Regions from separate parts of the Mus musculus genome. Here region 1 is linked to region 2. Evidence: chromatin contacts called from public Hi-C data. All regions are on one chromosome and are shown on one strand. The core of a region is the stretch at or near the end of the contact, and the rest is flanking DNA. Distances in the headings are between cores, read along the strand shown. Region 1 has its middle 33 kb from the start of Gm33041. Region 2 has its middle 99 kb from the start of Gadd45g.

Region 1 (4,192 bases), core at 503-3,002, 240 kb after region 2:
AGGGCACTGAGACCATGCTGGGCCTGTTGCCTTGCCAGGATCTGGCTTCCCTCCCTGAGGTTGGCTTACTGGCCACATCATGCCCCCAGCTGGCCTGCCCCGTTCCACATTCCAGCTCTCTGTCTTCCAGCACTCACAGAGGCTGTCTTTGCTCACTTGGACACAGACTCTACGCTTCAGTCTATAGGTCACTTTCCCCGTGGGACCTTAGCGTTATGCCGCCGATGAGGTGGCCTCAACGCAGTTCTGAGGAACTATATTCCAAGCAGTTCTACATGTCTGTGAGTGCAGGGGTCCATTTCTCCCTGTAGGTGGAATGAGAAGCCTGGATTACCCAGCAGCTAATCCCCAATCTCTCCACCAGCTTCAGCAGCCAAGTCCATATGACGACAGCACCCCTTGGACTCTGTTCTGTGTAGGAAGGCTTAGCTATTGACATAAGGCCAGCTGTACACTGCCTGGACAATGGGGACAATCCTGCCAGCTCTGCTCCTGCCTGTCACAGTTGTCATGTCCTGTTGAGGTGACACAGCCCTCCAAGACTTTTCTTGTCTCTGTTTCTCTTTTAAGCACTCAAATATCAGCTTTACTCTGACCATAGACCTCAGGGAAGGCCAGCAAACAGAACCTGGATCCTTCCAGATTGCCGGGTTGCTCAGTCATGATTACCATAGCTTTCATGTGGTTTGAATGATTACACCAAGATTCATGTGGTGGGAACCTGGTGCCAAGTGCGGTGGAATTGAGACTGTGGGACCTTTAAGAGGGGCAGCCATGACTAATGATGTCACAACTACTAACCCTGTTGAGTAACATTCATGATGGCTCTTCCCTCTGAAAGAATTGTATGTCCCTCAAGACTCATTAGTTGTCATGGGGACAAATTACTGTGAAGAGGAAGCTGACTTTTGCATCCCTCTGGCTTTCTGTCTGGTCATGTGATCATTCCCTCTTGTCCCATCTTCCTTATCATGTTGAGGTGGAGCCAGAAATCTCTCACCAGAGCCAAGCAGACACCAGGGCCACATACTTGAGCACCAGAACCAAAAGCCAAGTAAGTGCCCTTTTTTTCCTTATATAGTTGCAAGCCTCAAATTTTTGGTATAGCAACGAGAAACAGACTAATCTATTTTCAGCTGAATCATTTATAACATGAGCCCTCCAGCCCTACGTGTTCTGAGTTCTAGCCTCCCAGAAGCCTCCAAATCCCAGGAACAAAAGACACCACTGACCCAGATCAGCCATTGATAACATCTGTCCACCGTGCACGTGCAAACAGGCATTTGCAAAGAAACTTATTCAGCAGCTACTCATCCAGACCCTGGGCCTGGATCTTCCCGAAATGGCATAGTCAAGGTTTGTAAAGCAAGTCATTTGAAAGGTGATTCGCTTGGAAAATGCATTTTTAAATGGGATGGTGCTGTTCAGGCTCCAGTCTCGGTGACCTCAGGGATGCACGCACGCAGTCTGAACAGTGCACAATTGTAACTGTTCCATCAGGCAGGGGGTACTCTAGGAAGAAATGCCTGTACTATCAGACTATTGAAACAGGTTGAAGCTTGCTCCAACCGCTGGACTTTTCCTGGGAATCCCATGCTGAGGCAAAAAAAAAAAAAAAAAAAAAAAAAAAAAAAAAAGGTTGAAGCTTGGTGTTGATTAGAGGAGGAACTTGCCTTGCCTCCCAGGAAGAGACGTCCCACAGTTCTGATCTCTCGCCAGAACACTTTGAGGAAGGACTGAACTAACTGGAGCTGTGTCAGGGATGGGCTGATCCTGGGCAGGACCACACCCTGACCTGACTGCTTAGCTATGCATGCCTCTTGCATTCTATTTAAGCCTAAGCTTCCTGTCGAGACTCTGGCGATAGACTGGGGGTAACTTCTTCCTTCTTCCTGACAGGATCATATGAACCCCCCGCCCCGCTTCTCTGCCTTTCACTATTACTACTCTCTTTGACTGGTACGACAGGTCGGGTGGTTGAGCCTGCCTTGTAGCTGCCAGGGTGTAGGCTCTGACCCACACAGCTCTAGTGACATGGTACAGATAAGTGACTGCTATTCCACTTTGGAATGTCAAGTGTGACCCCTGAAGGTCTTGCCCTTGTAAAAGGAAGGGATTGGCTGATGTCGCCAGGTCAGATGCTCTGAGAGGAGGGTGCCTAGCTCTTGGCCCTGCATAGATTTGGTTTTGGTTTTATTGATCCATAACAGGACAGATACTGTCACTCATCTGTCTTGGTCTCCGAGGTCAGCAGTTGAGGGTTGGAGTTAGGTGTAGTCTGTTTAAAACACTATTGTTAATTCATCCTGTCAGACAGCATTATAACCAGGACTGATAGCAAAACATGTCCTCCTTCCCTGTTCCACCGGGTCAGCCTGGCACGGGAGCTGTGTGCTTACTTGCTGGTGACCCTCCTCTGAGAAGGAAAGTGACTTGGCCAAGGTCACACAGCCTAGAGGCTCATGAGTCAGACGTTTTAGACCTGACTCTCCACTCACTCCATTGTGTCTTAGATGTCAGCCAGGGCCACACGACACGTGAAGTACCTCCATTAACTCGTTTTTCTAGATTATTGTTCTCCACGCCCTTGTAGCTGCTGATTCTGCACGAAGGCTCCGGGCTCACAGGAAGTAGAGACAGCCAGACTGTAAGAGAGTACTATGGACTGTCCATTAATCATGTGGCACAGAACCTTCCCTGACTTTAAAAGGTATAAGAAGTTACTCTCTCCCCACCACTTAGACTTGCTTTGTCCTCTGAGTCCCTGCCCAGGATGCTGTCTGTCTGACCATCCATGGCATTAATAATCTTTTAATACATCTCTTATTCAAATAGCAATCTACTTCAGTATTCCCCTTAGACTCTAAACCCCCAAACCTTTTGAAATCCCTTTAAAATAAACAATAGAAAACTGGGCAAAGGGGGTGACTGCCCATCCCGGCACTCAGGAAGTGGGGGGGGGGGCGCGGTAGGATCAGGAGTTCAAGGTTATCGTCAACATCTTGAGATCAGGACTAGCCTGGGATGCATCCGGTCCTGTCTCAAACTACTCCTTGATCTCCCCTGCGCACATATGCATCTGTGATGGTTTTAACTGAGCCATCAAGCGGCAGGTTGAAATGAGCCAGGCAGTTAGTAACTACTCAATGCTAGAGATTTTACAGTGTGCAGAGGCAGGTTTGTATCTGACGAGGTTACTGAACACAAAGAGGGTTAATATGATATCATAGTCCAGCTGGTCCTTCCCTTCATGCCCTTGGCTAACTGAAGGTCAGCTCTGGCCTACTACTCTCCAAGAACAACCTGTGCATTTTAAGAGTGCTTCCAGGGAGTGGCATTTGATAAGCTTTTCCTAAGTCACCGAGAGGAAGGCTTCACTGGAGCCGTCCTTGAGAATTATGAACTCACAGAACGGCGTGAGTGGCTCTTTGGTTTTCTTAGAAATCTCTATCAGTCCCTTTCCAATTCAACCATGCATGCAGCCTGGTGAAGGTCAGAGTGAAACCCTGACTAAAGTCCACCACACTGCCTGTAACTGTAGCAGCAGGAGCTGGTGTTTGTGTGTGCGTGTGCGTGTGGGCTCCCAGAAAGCCCAGTGGGAGGCAGCTATCCTAGATGGCGGCTCACATAAGGAAGTGTACAGCATCCTTCCTTTAGATGCTTACCTGTGAGAGCAGCTAAAGACACTCATCTCTGGAGGGTGCCTTCCTGCTGAGGGTCCATTCCAGGTATTTTGCAGGAATAGTAAGTGCCTGTCTTCAGTAATAAAGGGTGCTTTAACTTAAGAAGTCAGAAGCTAGACTTAATATACAGATCTGTAAGAATAAAGAGCACAAGATCCACAATAAGAAGCAAGAGAGACTGGAGAGAAATGAAGTTTATGAGATTCCAGTCCCCCATCGGGTTATTGAATCTGGGGCTGGTGAATGCTTGACTTGGTACTAATCAAGAACCTGGAACAAAAGCATACATCCAGATACACACACACACACACACACACACACACACACTTCCATGCAGAGATGCAAGATGCATACATTCACACAGAGAAAGACTGGGCATGTACATATGCAAGCACACATGTAATCACACAGAGAAACATACACATATGTTTACACATATATGTACATGTATGAACATATAGGAACAGGGACATATAGACACAGGTAGGCAAGCACATGTATAGATACAT
Region 2 (4,354 bases), core at 975-3,474:
GTCCTGCTCTGGCCTTCATATGTATGTTTGTGGGCACACATTCACACATGAATGCACCCACGCATGAAAGTACTCTACATAAAATAAGACAAGCAAGACTTAAAACTCAATGATCCTTAGTTCTCTCCCACGTGAGGTCTGCCTGGTGGTCCACACTTGAGGTTCTTCGGTGATGCCCCTTGATCTGGAATCATCTGAAGGCTTAAAAAGTGCATCCAGCATGCATCCAGCCACGGCTGCTACCTTTCTGTTTTCAGCAGCCTGAGTGTACAGGGTCTTCACACGCCTTGTGCCTACTGCTTCAATATCTCATAGCTCTGCAGCTCGTCCTGAGAGGGCCCAGTCCCCAGAGCTCCCAGGGAGTTGAGAAGCCTCTTATAAACCTGGCTACAGCAGAGCCAGGGCGTCCATCTCTAAGGCAAACCACTTAGGCCAACCCAGTTTCAGGAGGTGCAGGATGTATGGCTGTGTCTAACCACTTCAGCTTCCCCGTGACATTGTTTCCATCTCTGTACCCACTGTAGCAGCAAGGCCAAGCCAACAGAGGCCTCATCTGACATAGGTACTCACAACCCTGTTCCTGGAACCCCCACACTAAAGTGAAAAAAGCAAATGAGCCATCTCCGATGCATTTGACACAAGAAAAATTTCTATTAGATTGACAGCCAAGCAATACAATTTTAAACTCATTTGATTTCTTATATAGGCATTTTGGCTGCATGTCTGTCTGTATACCATGTGTGTGCCTAGTGCCTTTGGAGGATGGAAGGAAGGAAGGTATCAGAGTCTCTGGAACTGCAGTCACTCACAGATGGTTGTTAGTCACCATGTGGATGCTGGGGATAGAAGCCAGGTCCTCTGGAAGAGCAGCCAGTGCTCTTAACCACCTCTCTAGCCCCAGCAGTAACATTTTAGCGGAGAGAAGAACAAGTAACCAAGGTGACTGTTAGTTACCCAGAGCCAGGCTGCCCCTCATTCACTTTCTCTACCTAATGAGTATTAAGTCACTTTCCTGGCTCCCACTGGAAACAGCACTAGAGTCATGGATTTCACAAAACCCTGTGCTAAACTGTGCTGCTTTTGTTGGGGAATTTCCACTCGGCCTTTGGACGCACTGACATTTACCCCCGATTGGACATACTCTCAATGTCATGTTATACCGGCTGTGTATGGACCTTGGCTCATTAAATCCTTTGTGTGCGTGTGCACACATGTATATGTGTGTGTGTTGTGTGTGTGTGAGTGAGTAGTGGATGTGTATGAGGGATGCATGTGTATGCATGTGTGTGTGTTTGGTGGATATGTGTGGTAGATGTGTTTGTGTAGTGGATATGTGTGGTAGATGTGTATATCTAGTATATGTGTGTAATGGATATGCATGTGTGTTTTATGTGTGTATGTGTGTGTGTATAGTGAATGCATGTGTGTAGTGGATGTGAATGTACGTGTGTATGTATGTGTGTGTATGTGGTGTTTGTATATGTGTGTATTTGTGGTGTGTGTGTGTATGCATGTGTGGTGCTTATGTGTGTGTGTGCATGTGTGTACACGTATGCTTATGACCAGGAGCCCAGGGACAATCTTGGCTGTTGTTTCTCAGACTCCATCCACCCTTATCTTTTCCAGACAGAGTCTCTTACTGGCCTAGAATTCCCCAAGCAGACTAGAATCCCTTCCCATTGAGCTCCAGGGATCCTGCCCTTGGTCTCTGCCCTCCCAGTGTTGGGATTACAAGAGCAAACAGCCACACTGCGTGGACATATCTAACTTGACACTTCTGTAGTGTGTATATGTGCATGCTCTCTAGAGCTGGAGTTATATGGATGCTAGGAACCGAACCCAGATTCTCTGCAGGAGCAGGGCATACTCTAACTGCCAAGCCATCTGCCCACCTCCAAGTCTGCTCTTCTTTACATAGACTGTGGAGATTATACTCAGGTCTTCGGATTTTCAAGGCAAGTACTCTTCTGAGTATCTTCCCAGCCCAGCTTCTTAAATGTAGACAACTTTACCTAAGTGACTGTCAATATTCCCACTCAAAAAACCAACCAAACAAACCCCACAAAACCCAGTTCAGATTAAGTGCAGGGCCCATGCTTCACTGCAGCCCGCGTTCTCCACATCCTACCATGCTGCCGCCAAGTAAGAGTAACTCCTTGACTGGTGACTGTCAATGGCACTGGGCCTTTGGTCTCTACTGCTGCTCCCGATATGGAGTCACACCAGGTACGACTGAGAGGAAGGAGGGTGTGAAGCCACAGAGTCTAGACTGCTGGCTAGTCTGTGGGAGGGCAGGTGGGTGTTCCATGAGCAGTCAGTCAGTCAGTCAGTCAGTCAGTCAATCAGTCAGTCAGTCAAGAGAAAAGTGTGAAAATAAACTCTGGCCCATGACTGAGAAGCCAGCAAAGGCTAATGGGAGCTTTGTGTGAAAAGCCAATATGGACAGAGCCAAGTTTATTTGCACTTGGCCAGTGATCACTTCCTGTTTCTAAGAATAGAGGCCCCTCCCTGGTGGACATAAAGCATGTCTTACAAAAGAGCTTCTTGCTGATCTCAGGCCAGCCACTTGGCAGCATGGCACGTGGCCTGTACTTCCTACAACATGCTCCGGGCTGAGCAGTGGAGACTGGAAGTGTTGGATGGAAAGCTCTGGGCAGTGGGATGTCTGGATGTGAGAGCAGCTGTCTCAGCACACTCCTTTCTGGGGAAATGGGCCTGTAAGAACAGGGATGGCTTGGGGGGAGGGGCGGGGAGAGGTGGTTGGTGGTCCTTTCCCTCTGTACTGAGGTGTTAGAACAGGTCAGGTGTGTGTTCGGGTATTGTGTGAAAGTGTAGGTGCATTTAGAGTTCAGAGAACAAGCTTAAGTGTGCTTGTCTTGGAGACAGGGTCTCTCTCTGGGCTGAGACTTAGCAACTAGGCAGTGGCTGACCATCAAGGGCCAGAGATTCCACCGCCCCAGTAGTGGGTTTACTAGTGCTTGCTGCTATAGTTGGCATTTTATGTGGTTTGGGGCCTTGAACTCAGGTCCTTAGGCTTGCATGACAAGTACCTTACTGTCTGAGCCATTTCTCTAGCCCAGTTGTTTTTAATAAGGATAGTTGTCAGATCGGGTTAGCATTCTCTCTGAAGTCCTTATTCTAAGCCAACCATGTGCAAAGAACCTCCTTCTAAAGAAGGTCCCAACCACAGGTTCTGAGTTCGGCACTCTTTTGTAGGGAAGCAGTTTGGTCTTATAGAGAGGAGATTTTGACAGTCGTCTTTCTAGTCTGTTTCTTTACAAACCTCCCATGCCTGACTAATTAACTCCCTGCACAGATGAGGCAAGGTGTGGGCGAAGTAACAAAGGTGTCCATCCAACCGTCCCACAGTTGCCGCAGGAGGAGATCAGCTGCTCTCTGTCCCACTGACACACCCTGGAACTCAATGTGCTGAGCCTTCTCCTGTCACCTGTAAACAAGTCCTCCTGAACCGGAGGCAGCATCCCTGTGCCCTGATAGGACTCCCAGGACACAGCATACTGGGTCCCTTTGGAGCTCCACTTGGAGCCTCCACGCATTAGCCTTTGCCAGTGGTAGAGGACACGGGATCCTCTTAGTAGGCTTCAGGTAAAAACACCATGAGAAAAAGGTTTCTTGACAGCTGCTTATTTTCTGCTGTTGTGACTGTCTCTGAGAGCAGGGCATGTGGATAAGCTGATCAGGACATACACTCTGAGGGCTGTGCCTTCTTCAAGGGACCTCAGGGCACCACAAATGCAATAGACTTTCGTCCTGACAGTGTCTCCTTCTCCCTTCCCTGAAAGTGCTTGCTGCCTTGGAGCAGGACGCTGCCCTTTTGGAGTCCACTTCAGTTCTGCCTCTGGGACCCTGCCTCACTGGCACTAGCACAGGGCAGGCATAGAGCAGATTCTGAGGACATGCCTGAGTGGACAGGGAGGAGGGAGGGTCACCTTTCTGGGGCCTCTTTGGTCTCTGTCAGATGCCGTGGGGGCTTATCACCACCCCGAGCCTGAAGATTCCCTGTCCCTTTACAGCAGGTTAATTCTAGGTCATAGGAATAGGAACACGGAGTCAAAGAGAGTGGCAACCCAGGGATCCCAGCTATGGCTGGGTCACTGTCAAATGTCACATGGAGCCGTTTGCTCAGTGGTCCCCGTGGCCCGTGGGAGGGCTGCCCTTCTGTGAATGGAGGGCCCTGTTTGTGGAGAGTTTACATTGAGCACATTCATAGCCAGTGGCTTTTGATATCCAGTGATCATTAGTGCTTGAGGGGAACACTAGAAGAAATTCATGTGTGTACATGTTTTTTACACATATTTGCCTACCCAGACCACATCCACATGCGCACTGACAC

What was found. Hi-C and Micro-C count contacts between places; a contact is called where the count stands out from the background.
Region 1: a contact with region 2 is called in a Hi-C map of bone marrow-derived macrophages, with 37 read pairs. The contact joins two enhancer-like sites. A contact is called at or near these places in 4 of 484 Hi-C or Micro-C datasets (the N1E-115 cell line, bone marrow-derived macrophages and ganglionic eminence) and 4 of 115 datasets of contacts at active chromatin or transcription factors (acute myeloid leukemia and embryonic stem cells).

Annotation. Positions count from the first base shown.
Region 1 is chr13:52,187,964-52,192,155 of GRCm38.p6, forward strand. No RefSeq gene overlaps it. Among named protein-coding and RNA genes, the nearest start is that of Gm33041, 33 kb to the right of the region's middle. Within about 2 kb of position 1,753, at least 64 of the 459 cell types and tissues checked have an H3K27ac peak or open chromatin away from gene starts, as enhancers often do. A contact at or near this core is called in bone marrow-derived macrophages, where this site is marked.
Region 2 is chr13:51,943,822-51,948,175 of GRCm38.p6, forward strand. No RefSeq gene overlaps it. Among named protein-coding and RNA genes, the nearest start is that of Gadd45g, 99 kb to the left of the region's middle. Within about 2 kb of position 2,225, at least 49 of the 459 cell types and tissues checked have an H3K27ac peak or open chromatin away from gene starts, as enhancers often do. A contact at or near this core is called in bone marrow-derived macrophages, where this site is marked.